Linked DNA regions of Sus scrofa: all the other regions are linked to region 1. Evidence: chromatin contacts called from public HiChIP or PLAC-seq data. All regions are on one chromosome and are shown on one strand. Each heading gives the region's core, a stretch centred on a gene start, on an enhancer-like site or on the middle of the called end of the contact. The rest is flanking DNA. Distances are from core to core; before and after follow the strand shown. Region 1 holds the start of RBM23 (probable RNA-binding protein 23). Region 2 holds the start of ZFHX2 (zinc finger homeobox protein 2). Region 3 holds the start of FITM1 (fat storage inducing transmembrane protein 1). Region 4 holds the start of IRF9 (interferon regulatory factor 9).

The links. HiChIP or PLAC-seq counts read pairs in DNA pulled down with a chosen protein or histone mark.
Region 2: a contact with region 1 is called in an H3K27ac HiChIP or PLAC-seq map of skeletal muscle, with 2.8 times the contacts expected there. The contact joins the promoter of ZFHX2 here to the promoter of RBM23 in region 1. A contact is called at or near these places in 1 of 5 promoter capture datasets (liver), 1 of 47 Hi-C or Micro-C datasets (embryonic fibroblasts) and 2 of 2 datasets of contacts at active chromatin or transcription factors (alveolar macrophages and skeletal muscle).
Region 3: an H3K27ac HiChIP or PLAC-seq map of skeletal muscle shows a contact between it and region 1, with 3 times the contacts expected there. The contact joins the promoter of FITM1 here to the promoter of RBM23 in region 1. A contact is called at or near these places in 1 of 5 promoter capture datasets (fetal skeletal muscle), 1 of 47 Hi-C or Micro-C datasets (liver) and 2 of 2 datasets of contacts at active chromatin or transcription factors (alveolar macrophages and skeletal muscle).
Region 4: a contact with region 1 is called in an H3K27ac HiChIP or PLAC-seq map of alveolar macrophages. The contact joins the promoter of IRF9 here to the promoter of RBM23 in region 1. A contact is called at or near these places in 1 of 5 promoter capture datasets (fetal liver) and 1 of 2 datasets of contacts at active chromatin or transcription factors (alveolar macrophages).

Annotation. Positions count from the first base shown.
Region 1 is chr7:76,119,279-76,121,978 of Sscrofa11.1, reverse strand. It overlaps RBM23 (probable RNA-binding protein 23), which reads right to left and starts at 1,254. Exons shown (of 14, transcript XM_021099252.1): 1 at 931-1,254. The coding sequence starts at 1,126. PRMT5 (protein arginine methyltransferase 5) reads right to left here. Exons shown (of 17, transcript NM_001160093.1): 17 at 2,362-2,700.
Region 2 is chr7:75,553,608-75,556,307 of Sscrofa11.1, reverse strand. ZFHX2 (zinc finger homeobox protein 2) reads right to left here and starts at 1,432. Exons shown (of 11, transcript XM_021099229.1): 1 at 96-1,432. THTPA (thiamine-triphosphatase) reads left to right here and starts at 2,587. Exons shown (of 3, transcript XM_001928723.7): 1 at 2,587-2,700.
Region 3 is chr7:75,166,917-75,169,623 of Sscrofa11.1, reverse strand. It overlaps FITM1 (fat storage inducing transmembrane protein 1), which reads left to right and starts at 1,384. Exons shown (of 2, transcript NM_001128470.1): 1 at 1,384-1,654; 2 at 2,029-2,638. The coding sequence starts at 1,389. The coding sequence ends at 2,635. LOC110261592 (a long non-coding RNA gene) reads right to left here. Exons shown (of 2, transcript XR_002345920.1): 2 at 1,886-2,694.
Region 4 is chr7:75,138,224-75,140,923 of Sscrofa11.1, reverse strand. It overlaps IRF9 (interferon regulatory factor 9), which reads left to right and starts at 1,283. Exons shown (of 9, transcript NM_001078670.1): 1 at 1,283-1,361; 2 at 2,389-2,569. The coding sequence starts at 2,390.

The sequences.
Region 1 (2,700 bases), core at 5-2,504:
GTTTTCAAATTAAGTCCTAATTACTGGTCAAAGTCCATTCAATCCCATCCATTAAAACTTTGCTTTCCTCCAACCCTGCTCTGAAAAATTGCATTAGGGTTCCACAACCATGGCGCTGCATGGACCCTGTCATGCCACACAGTCAAGACCCACGTCAGCGCTTGGGTCCCACTGCTGCGGGGGCAAAGGAGAATGAAGAACCGCGGTTGGCCTGGATTGGGCATAATTCACCAAACGCTGAAGTTCCAGGGGTGATGGTAGCGCCATCTCCTGGGTCCGGTCACTGAGCTGGGCACAAGACAGCTTAATTAAGTACAGCAACAATGAAAAAGATAAAAACATTCCCCACGCTGTGTAACAAGCCAAGGCCACATTTCAAAACACGGACCTACAAGTAACCGACGGGCAGCATCTCTGCGAGGGCCGGTATCCTGATGCTGAAACCTCGTTTGTGGCCTCACTATATTCCTCTACCGCCGCCACGGAATGTGTGAGCAGTGACCAAACACGGAACGTGAAACTTCAGACACTGAGGAATAAATCTCAATTCCCTCATCTCTCTGAGTAGTGCCACTAGGGCCTGAAAACCGATCCCAAGTGTCCTCTGAGACTGTCCCTCCACAGTACGTGGGACTCTAAACATCAGCAATGTGGGAACCTGGAAAGGGATCAGTCACGGGGATCCTTGAAACAGTCTTTCATCGGTAGACACAGCCACGAGGCTGCCGATCCCTAATACAGTGCCAGTGGACAACAATTAAGTAGCGAACACTTCCAGATCAAAGAAAGCCAAAAAAAATTTATTTTAAAAGTTTGCCCCATTCTGCTCTTAACGCCATTTTCTGCCTCTGACGTAAGGGGGAGGGGCCGTGCGACAACGTCACGCATAGGTGACGTCGCGACGGGGGGACCGGTTTCGGGGTTTCTTACCAGTTCCGGGTCCCCGCAGGGGGACCCCGGTTCCTTCGGTTCCTCTGGGTGTGTCGGAGGGTGCTAAGTATGTCTCTCTTCCAGACACTCCGCAATAAAAGCACCACAGCAACCGGAGCTGCTCCACTTCCCGCAAAATGGCGGCAGCTCCACAGTCTTCCAGAACCTTCCCCGATCTGCGCAGGCGCGGAAACATTCAGGCGGCAGAACGAACCTCTCCGGTTTAGCGGCAACAGTCCAAAGTACAGATTTTCATTGGCTAAAATCCTAAGCAAGGGTGGAGCCAAGCTCAAAGGTCTCTTAGCAACCATCAAGTTCCCATTGATTGGCTAACCTTTCCAAGACTGGGGAAAAGCAGAAGCTTTAGACATCCGCCCATCGCTCTCATTGGTTAAATGGCTTGCGACAGGGCGGGGAAACCCGGCGCAGACGCGGCAAGGACTCGCCTGCCCAGCTCCCCCGCACTCCTGAAGCTAGGTCAACGCTGTGGGCGGAGCCAACGGGGAGGTACAGTGACGTCCTTGCCGGTCCCTATTCTATTTTGGCAAGACGGGGTCTCATTAAGCTTATCCAGGACGGCTTTATAGAGAGCAACTGCATTTGCTTCACGTGGGGAGGAATGCTGGGCTCCACATCCTCATTCTGTCTACATTCTCTCCTAGCCGCCGCCTTCTGTCCTCAGCGCTTGGACCTGATTAGTCGGTCAGATTAGTCTTCCACATTCTGCCTGGTCCTACAGCTCACATACCTTCAGTTCAAATCAGTGCCCCACACACCTCGAAACCACAAGAAAAGAGTTTCGCAAGTGACTCTTTGGGTGCAACAATACTCATCCCTCTAACCATAAAGAGAAGGAATTGTCCACACTCATGACCCAAGGGCTTCCAGAACCCTAAGACTTCAGCTGCCAGAAACGTAGCTGGTTAAAACATGGAGAGGGCCACGAAGTGAGAGGAATCATGTTGAGTCCTAATTTGGTATATTAACTTTATATCATTGTACCAATTTCAAATCCTTCCTCTGTAAATGTAGAACTGGATTATGTCTGAGGATTTCCAACTTTAACCCTGTGATTTTATTCAAACAAAATATGCGGCTTCTGGCTGCAGGAGTCTGGGTAACTTCCAGTATTTCTCCCAAGAAGTAACAAAGGAGCTGGCAGTGCAGCAGCTCAGGAAGGTGAAAGGGTGGCTGGCTTCACTCACTACCCCATCTTTCTTCATGGCAGCACCCTGCCCTGTCCCCAGACAAGAGCCTTATCACAGGTCCTAATGGATAAGACCGCACTGTAGCTGGACCTGGGAGTCCAAGAGTCACCACTAAGCTTCTTAAATAGGAAATAAAGCAAGGTCCCTTCGTGTCTTGGAAAAGAGCACAGGTCTGAATTTGTGTAAGTAAGGGGTGGAGAAACAGGCAGGGGGCAACAGGGTTGGAGCAGGAAAGGCCATAACTTCACTTTATTTGTATTTCCTCCTTACACAAAACCACCAAAACAGGAACAGAGATGGGCAGGGAAAAAGGCTGAAAATTTGTTCAATCCACATGTTCTCAGGGCTATTCCAGGGAGCACTTGAGGCTGAGTGCCTGTTGGAGCAGCCTCAGATCCAGCACAAACTCCTCATGCCTTAGCCAGAGGTCTTCACAGGTTGGCAGCGCAAGCCCTGCAATTCTCACCCTTTGCCCATGGCCTAAGGTAGGAAAGCTGACTGAAATGCTCCTCTCTGATGGGCAAGGCAAATCAGAACCCATGGTGTACTGCACCTTCTGTGC
Region 2 (2,700 bases), core at 183-2,682, 570 kb after region 1:
GTCTCAAGCTTCCAAAGAGCAAGGAAGAGAAGAAGAGAGAGAGGGAGAGGAGAAAAAAAAACCAACCCAGCAGCATCGGAAATCGATGCACTTACACCTCAGCTGGAAGCAGGGACGGGAGTCGAACCGCGGCCGCCGAGCAGCGCGAGGCGGGGAGGGGAGGGGGTGGCTCTTGGAAGGGACTTCTCCGATGTGTTGATTCCTTTTTTTCCCCTCCTCCTCCCTCCCTCCAGCGCTCACTCCGGGGCGTCGGGGACGGAGAAGGAAAAAAATAAATAAATAAATTCACGGCGGTGAGGGAAGTGAAGGAAAATAATCAATGCTATTTGGCTGCGGCTGAAGTGTTTTCCCGGCTTCGTGAGGGGGTTTCCATTGATTCACCCTGGGCACTCGCTCGCTCCCTGCCTCCTCCTCCTCCTTTTCCTCCTCCTCCTCGCCCTCCTCCTCCTCCTCCTCGCCCTCACTCCTCCGCCTCATTCACTGGCTGGAGACGAGGCGTCCCACACAATGGAATAATCAATACCCAGGCGCCCGGGGCGGCCCCACTGAGCAGGTGCAGCGGCCCACCCGCCGCGGTGTATGCCGGGAGTTGTAGTCACTTGGCTCCTGCCCGCCCACCGCCCTAGAGCGTGGTGTCCGCATGCCTTCGTGGACCGTGTGAGGGACCTGAGGCCTGAAGTAAGGTAGGCCAGCAGTCCTGGCCACCTGCTCGACTCTGTCAGTGCTTGGAGGAGATTGAAGCTCCTAGGGACTCAGAATAATTGCTATGGAGGATAAGATTCTAGCACCTAACAGGAAGGAAGGGGAACTAACAAGGCAAAAAAAGAGTGGGAAAAATAGAGAGAGGCCTCTGATGGCTCTGGGAAGCTGGTAGAAGCCAAGTCTCGTTATGGAACTGATTTAAAGCAAAATAACAAAACACATGACTGCTGTAGGCAAAAGGAGGAGAAGATGGGAAAGTGTTAAAGGATCCTGCCCTTCTTGGTGGCACTGGCTTGGAGCTGGCACCATAGTACCCAGAGTTGGGGGAGAGGGAGGGGAGGTTCTGGCTCCCCATTCTCATCTTATCACCTCATAAGCTTTCCTGTATTCTAATAATGATAACTGCTAAAATGTATTGAGTGCATAAGCACAGTTCCAGGCACTTTTGCATATATAAACTTACTTAATCTACTTCTACAGTTGATGAAACCAGGACACAAACAAGCTAACTAATTGCCCCAAGGTCACAAAGCCAATAAGTGAACATCATTCATGCCAGATTTCAAAAAAAAAATTTTTTTTGGCTGTGTCTGTGGCATGTGGCTGCTAGATTCTGGGATCAAGCCTGTACCACAGTAGTGACCCAAGCTGCAGCAGTGCGGCAGTGACAATGCCCAGTCTGTAACTGCTAGGCCACCAGGGAATTCCCAGGATTCAAAAATATTTTTCTTTCTTTTTTGGGACCACACCTATGGCATATGGAGGTTCCCAGGTTAGGGGTGGAATTGGAGCTGCAGCTGCCAGCCTGTGCCACAGCAACACCAGATCCGAGGCTTGTCCTTGAACTACACTGTAGCTCGCGGCAGTGCTGGATCCTTAACCCCCTGAGTGAGGCCAGGGGTAGAACCGGCATCCTCATGGATACTAGTCCGGCTCTTAACCTGCTGAGCCACTCTTAATGGTTTCATTCCAGAGCCCACACTGGCTGCTATAGCCTAATTCCCTTAAAAGAAAAATATCTTGGGGAGTTCACAGGAAAAAAGGAGAAAGAAACTAACATTTTGAATCTCTGTGGTGTGACAGTTTGTCCTTGACCCCTCACACTTAACTGTGAAACAGCCCATATTTTACCAAAGAGAAAACAGGTTTAAGGAGGCGAAGTAGCTTGCCCATTGCCCAACACCAATAAAGTGAAGATGGGAGTTGTCAACTCCAGGTCTATCCAGCTTTAGAGTCTGGTCTTTTCTTTTCCTTAAACTTACGCCTCAGCCCCACTGGATTGGACCTTATAACTCTGGGCGGGGGGGGGGGGGGGAGAGATTACGTCTTCCCCTGAGCAACAAAACCGAAAAGCAAAGTACAGATGACAAGCAGACCAGCAAAAGGAATTAGGGGCTGAGGTTGCTCCCCTCCCTGCCCATTGGTGCCCATCATAGGGTGGGGTGTGGGGGGGTATGCATCCAAGACACTCTAAGTTGAAGATGCCATGTCTATAAACTGGTGTCCTCCCCACAGTACCTCCCACAGGTCACATGTTTCTAGAAACATACTGGGGAGGGCAGGTGCCCACCCTAGCACTTCTCACTCATCATAAGAGGGAGCCCAGGAGTTGACAAGAGCTGCTGCTGTTCCTCCTCAAACTACCTTACCCAAGAGTCAGACATACAGTTGATGCTTCCAGGTAACCATAGTCCCAGTAAGGAGTAAGGAGAAGGAGTCTTTTCTATTTTTTGGAACCGGTGGGGGGCGGTGGTAAGCAGCTTGATATGGGAGTAAGCAGCCTGGTCCTCCCAAACCAGGAATTGAAACCAGGCTGCAGTGGTGAAAGCCCCAAATCCTAATCACTAGACCACCAGGGAACTCCTTAGCCTTCTCTATTTTGTCTCCCAAAGCAGTCGAAGGGCCATTTTCAGGTCTTCCAGTGTTTTTATTTTCTAAATTTACTTCTCTCTGCCCCATGATATGTGTAAATTCCCAGGCCAGAGATCAAACTACTCC
Region 3 (2,707 bases), core at 135-2,634, 950 kb after region 1:
CCGGAGTTCCTGTCGTGGCTCAGTGGGTAACGAATCTGACTAGGAACCTTGAGGTTGTGGGCTCAACCCCTGGCCTCACTCCGTGGGTTAAGGATCTGGCGTTGCTGTAAGTCACAGACACGACTCCAATCTTGGGTTGCTGTGGCATAGGCTGGCGGCTACAGCTCCAATTCAGCACATAGCCTGGGAACCTCCGTATGTCTCATACTGAGTGAAATAAATCAGAAAGAGAAAGACAAATGCCATATGATATCACTTGTATCTGGAATCTAATGTATGGCACAAACTAACCTTTCCACAGAAAAGAAAATCATGGACTTGAAGAATAGACTTGTGGCTGCCGAGGGGGAGGGAGTGGGATGGATGTGGTGCTTGGGGTTAGTAGATGCAAACTATTGCCTTTGGAATGGATTAGCAATGAGATCCTGCTATATAGCACTGGGAACTATGTCTGGTCACTTACGATGGAGCATGATAATGTGAGAAAAAAGAATGTATACATGTAGGTATAACTGGGTCACCATGCTGTACAGTAGAAAATCGACAGAACACTGTAAACCAGCTATAATGGAAAAAAATAATAATCATTATATTAAAAAAGTTAATTTAATAATAAAAAAAGAAATGGATTTCCAATATAATCTTAGTTCATTGTTAATTACCAAATTGTGTGAATTGTTTGTTGTACTAATAGTACATTTTATACTAACAATTTTGAAATTTGTACTACTAACAATATATGGAAATTCAACCTAGAAGAAAAAAATTGTTAACTTTTAGCACCTTATGATCACAGGAAATGTGTAAAAATTGTTTCGGCATTCTCACCACTGAGACTCAGGTTCAATCCCTGGTGCAGGAACCTCTGTGTGTCACGGTTCTACAACCTAAGTTTTCGTGGACTCCAAGCTGGGGATTTTCCTTCTAGGGTCTCCACCCCCCCATCACCTAGGAGTGAACCTGACCTTTGGGGCTCTGAGAGTCCAGCCTGGGTGAGGTGGGGATGACTTTGACCAAACAGGGACAGGCAGACCCAAGCAGGCTGAGGACAAAAACAGCCCTGAACAGCAGGCATGGCCCTGAAATGTGAACTAGAACATAGTCTGAGCTGAAGACACAGACCTAGAGGGTCAAGGGGACACAGGACTGAGGGAAGGATACAGGCCGCTGTCAGGACACACACCCATGGCAGGAACCCTGCTGACGTGGCAGCCCTCTGCCCTGGCCCCTTATTGCCCCCCGCCCCTCTCCCCCGCCTGCCAGCTGCCAACACAGCTCTGCTCTATGTCTGCCACACCTGTCACTGCCTGTCCTTGTCCAGGGGGGGCCCCATCAGCCCCTCCTCAGCTGCCCAGCAGAGCGAGCTGTTAGTGGGGAGGGGAGGGAACATGGAGCGGGGGCCGGTGGTGGGGGCAGGGCTGGGGGCCGGGGCCCGGATCCGGACACTGCTGGGCTGCCTAGTCAAGGTGCTGCTGTGGGTGGCCTCTGCTTTGCTATACTTTGGAAGTGAACAGGCTGCCCGCCTCCTGGGTAGCCCCTGCTTGCGGCGCCTCTACCACGCCTGGCTGGCAGCCGTGGTCATCTTCGGGCCCCTTCTGCAGTTCCATGTCAACCCTCGGACCATCTTCGCCAGCCACGGCAACTTCTTCAACATGTGAGTCCACTCGAGGCCGTGGGCGCTGGCTCCCTGGGCTCTGGGATCCCAGCTCCCTCCAGGTTTCTGTCCTCCTGCCAGTCCAGGATACTAAAAATAGGCTGGGAGGTTGAAGAGAAGGTCAAGGGGGGAGGGGAACAGAGTCATGGGGGTACAGGAGCAGGGCCGAAGAGGAAACACAGGCCCCAGAAGGCTGAGTGGGCCGCTGAGGAGTTGGCCAAGTTTAAATGCATGCAGTTGGTGGCTGGAGAGCACAGGAGACAGAGACCCAGGGATGATGGGTGGGACTGGAGACAAAGCTGTAATGGAAACAGAGCAGGGTGGGGAGATGGGGCTCAGGGACCTCAGGAGCTCTCCCTCTTCTCTGCCCACAGAAAGTTTGTGAATTCGGCATGGGGCTGGACGTGCACCTTCCTGGGGGGCTTCGTGTTGCTGGTGGTGTTCCTGGCTACACGGCGCGTGGCAGTGACAGCGAGGCACCTGAGCCGGCTGGTGGTGGGGGCCGCCGTGTGGCGAGGGGCCGGACGGGCCTTCCTGCTCATTGAGGACCTGACCGGCTCCTGCTTCGAGCCTCTGCCCCAGGGCCTGCTGCTCCACGAGCTGCCAGACCGCCGCAGCTGCCTGGCGGCCGGCCACCAGTGGCGAGGCTACACCGTCTCCTCCCACACCTTCCTGCTCACCTTCTGCTGCCTGCTCATGGCCGAGGAAGCAGCCGTGTTCGCCAAGTACCTGGCCCATGGGCTGCCCGCCGGTGCGCCCCTGCGCCTCGTCTTTCTGCTCAACGTGCTGTTGCTGGGCCTCTGGAACTTCTTGCTGCTCTGTACGGTCATCTATTTCCACCAGTATACCCACAAGGTGGTGGGTGCCGCAGTGGGCACCTTTGCCTGGTACCTAACCTACGGCAGCTGGTATCATCAGCCCTGGTCTCCGGGGAGCCCGGGCCATGGGCTCTTCACTCACCCCAGCCGCAAGCATAACTGAAAGAAATAAAGGCACGTTGGGCCTGGCTCTGGCTCCACTCATCATTTGCTTGGTGGGACCTGCAAAGGATGG
Region 4 (2,700 bases), core at 34-2,533, 980 kb after region 1:
CCCAATGGCTTCCGGGACGAAGCCTGTGGCAAGGAGACTCCTGCTGGCTATGCTGGCCTCTGCCAGTGAGTGGCAGGCAGGGCATGAAGCATGGCAGTGGGGGGGAGACAGAGGGACTGGGTCTCTGGGATCAGTAGGTCCTGCAAGGAGTGGGAGATGGGGCCCTTCCAGGCAAGAGGCAAAGAGAGGTAGTAGCAGGCAGTGGGCGCAGGTTGGCAAGCGCCTACCGAGCCACGGGTGAGGGGTGTCGGTCTTGTTCATCCGAGGATCAGCCAAACAGAAGAACAAATATTTCGCTCTATCATCTCCCCAGGGCACACTACAAAGAATATCTTGTGAGCCTCATCAATGCCCACTCTCTGGACCCAGCCACCCTGTATGAGGTGGAGGAGCTGGAGACAGCTGCCGAGCGCTACCTGCACATGCACCCCCAGCCGCTGCCTGGGGAGGATCCCCCAACCTATCACGCACGCTTATTGCAGGTAAAGCCTTCCCCCGGCCTGGCCCCTGAGCCCACTCCCTAGAAATCCCCTGTCCTGCCTGTGTCTGAGCCCTGTGCTTCGTTTCATCATCTTCTCTCTCCTTCTGCAGAAGCTGATAGAAGAGGTGCCCTTGGGACAGAGTATCCCCCGCAGGAGGAAGTAGCTGAGGGCGAGGGTCCCTTGGTCCGACTTCCTCAGGAGCAGCTCCAGCACTAATAAAGAGGCATTTCCTTGCCCAGGCTTCTTGGTGGTCCTTCTTCCTGACCCCACCATCTGGGGGCACCAGGGAAGGGGGGGTGGTGAACAGAGCTTTGCCAAAAGGGCTCCCTCAGCCCGCTGACCAGCCCACTCTGGACTCAGGCCAAGAAGGAACTGGCCTCGCGGCTGGCCAGGGGAGGCCCTCCGCATCCAGCCCCCTGGCCTGAGCTTCTCTTTCCCTGCCTCCTTGCTTTCACCAAATCCAGCTGATGTGTGGGCTCACCTAGTAGGTAGCAAGCAGGCACTGTAGGGGAAGGCAGATGCCCAAGTAGTACAGAGCTAACCAGCGGCCCCAGGCCAGACTCCAGGATACTGCAGCCTCCCTGGGGAAGCAGCTGTGTCACAGAGATGGTGGGATCCGAGCAAGAAGTGTCCTGAGGGAGGAAAGGGAATGAGGCCCAGCGGGCCAACCATAAGCATCTCAGCTGCTGCTTCCCCCTAGTGGCAACCAGTTGCCCTGCAACTCGGAGACCACGTGATTTCGGGGAAACGGACCTCCCTGAAGGAGAACTGAAACTTAGGGTGGGGACTGTAGAAAGGGGCGGAGAAATCCAGAAGCTGCCTAGCCGGGAGCTGAGCTGTGGTCGGCTGAGCCCTGGGACAGCCTGCACAGCAGCTCAGGTAAGATTAACCAAAAACGGCTGTCAGCCTGGGTCAAGGTCGGGGAAGCCCTGCGGGAGGTGGTGGGTGGGGGCTCCTAGGGACCCCCCTGCTAGACAGAGGAATACCAGAAGGCTTGTGAACCAGGGAGCTGGAAGTTTGGCTTGAGTGAAAGACTGGTCAGGGGCCGGTGTCCCACACCTTATCTGTTGGCAAAGGACAGGAGGACCTACTACCGGGTTCTTGAGGGAAGAAGGCATTGCCCCATCCCCGATTGTTTTGCTGCCTTCTGGCCCTGCCCACTTCCGCCCCAGCTCTGCCCCCTCTCTCTGCCCCACCTACCCCTGGGACAAGCAGGGGGGAGGGTTAGGGGGCATCAAAGGATAAGTTGTGGGGATGGTGGGTGAAGAGGGTTGATGAGGCATCTCAAGCAGCTGCTGTATCTGCAAATGCTTGGGGGTGTCAAGCTCTCTCACTGGGAGCAGGACACCAGGGCATTTTCCTTCCAAACAATAGATTCCTAAAAAGTCTTAAGACCAATTCCTGTTGCCTTCCAGATGCTACATCTTGGTAGTTTGCCTGTTTGTTTGTCTTTTTGCCTTTTCTAAGGCCGTTTCCGAGGCTCATGGAGGTTCCCAGGCTAGGGGTCTAATCAGAGCTGTATCCACCGGCCACAGCCAGAGCCACAGCAGCGTGGGATCCGAGCTGCGTCTGCGACCTACACCACAGCTCACGGCAACGCTGGATCCTTAACTCACTGAGCAAGGCCAGGGATCGAACCTGCAACCTCATGGTTCCTAGTCGGATTTGTTAACCACTGCGCCACAACAGGAACTCCAGATGCTACATCTTGGGATGTTAAAGTATTTCCGGTGATTGCTAGTGATGACAGAAACAAAACAATTCAGCCTCAGAATTCTGAGATATGTCCAGAGACAAAAGACAGAGGGGGTCTCTGGCAGCCCTTTGCCAGAATCCAGTCCCTCTGGCGAGGATCTCACTCTTCCCAAAATGTCCAGTGACAGCTTCCCACTGATCTTATCCCCAGGATGGCTTCAGGCAGGGCTCGCTGCACCCGAAAGCTCCGGAACTGGGTGGTGGAGCAAGTGGAGAGCGGGCAGTTCCCAGGAGTGTGCTGGGACGACGACGCCAAGACCATGTTCCGGATTCCCTGGAAGCATGCGGGCAAGCAGGATTTCCGGGAGGATCAGGATGCAGCCTTCTTCAAGGTGAAGGGCCTGGAAACCGGCCCCTCAGAGGGAGGGACGGAGTATATACACTGGCGCTCTCCCCCTCGAGGCGTTGTGTCCGCCTGGGTTTCAGATAAAGGGGAGATGAAGCGTAGGATCGGCTACGTAAT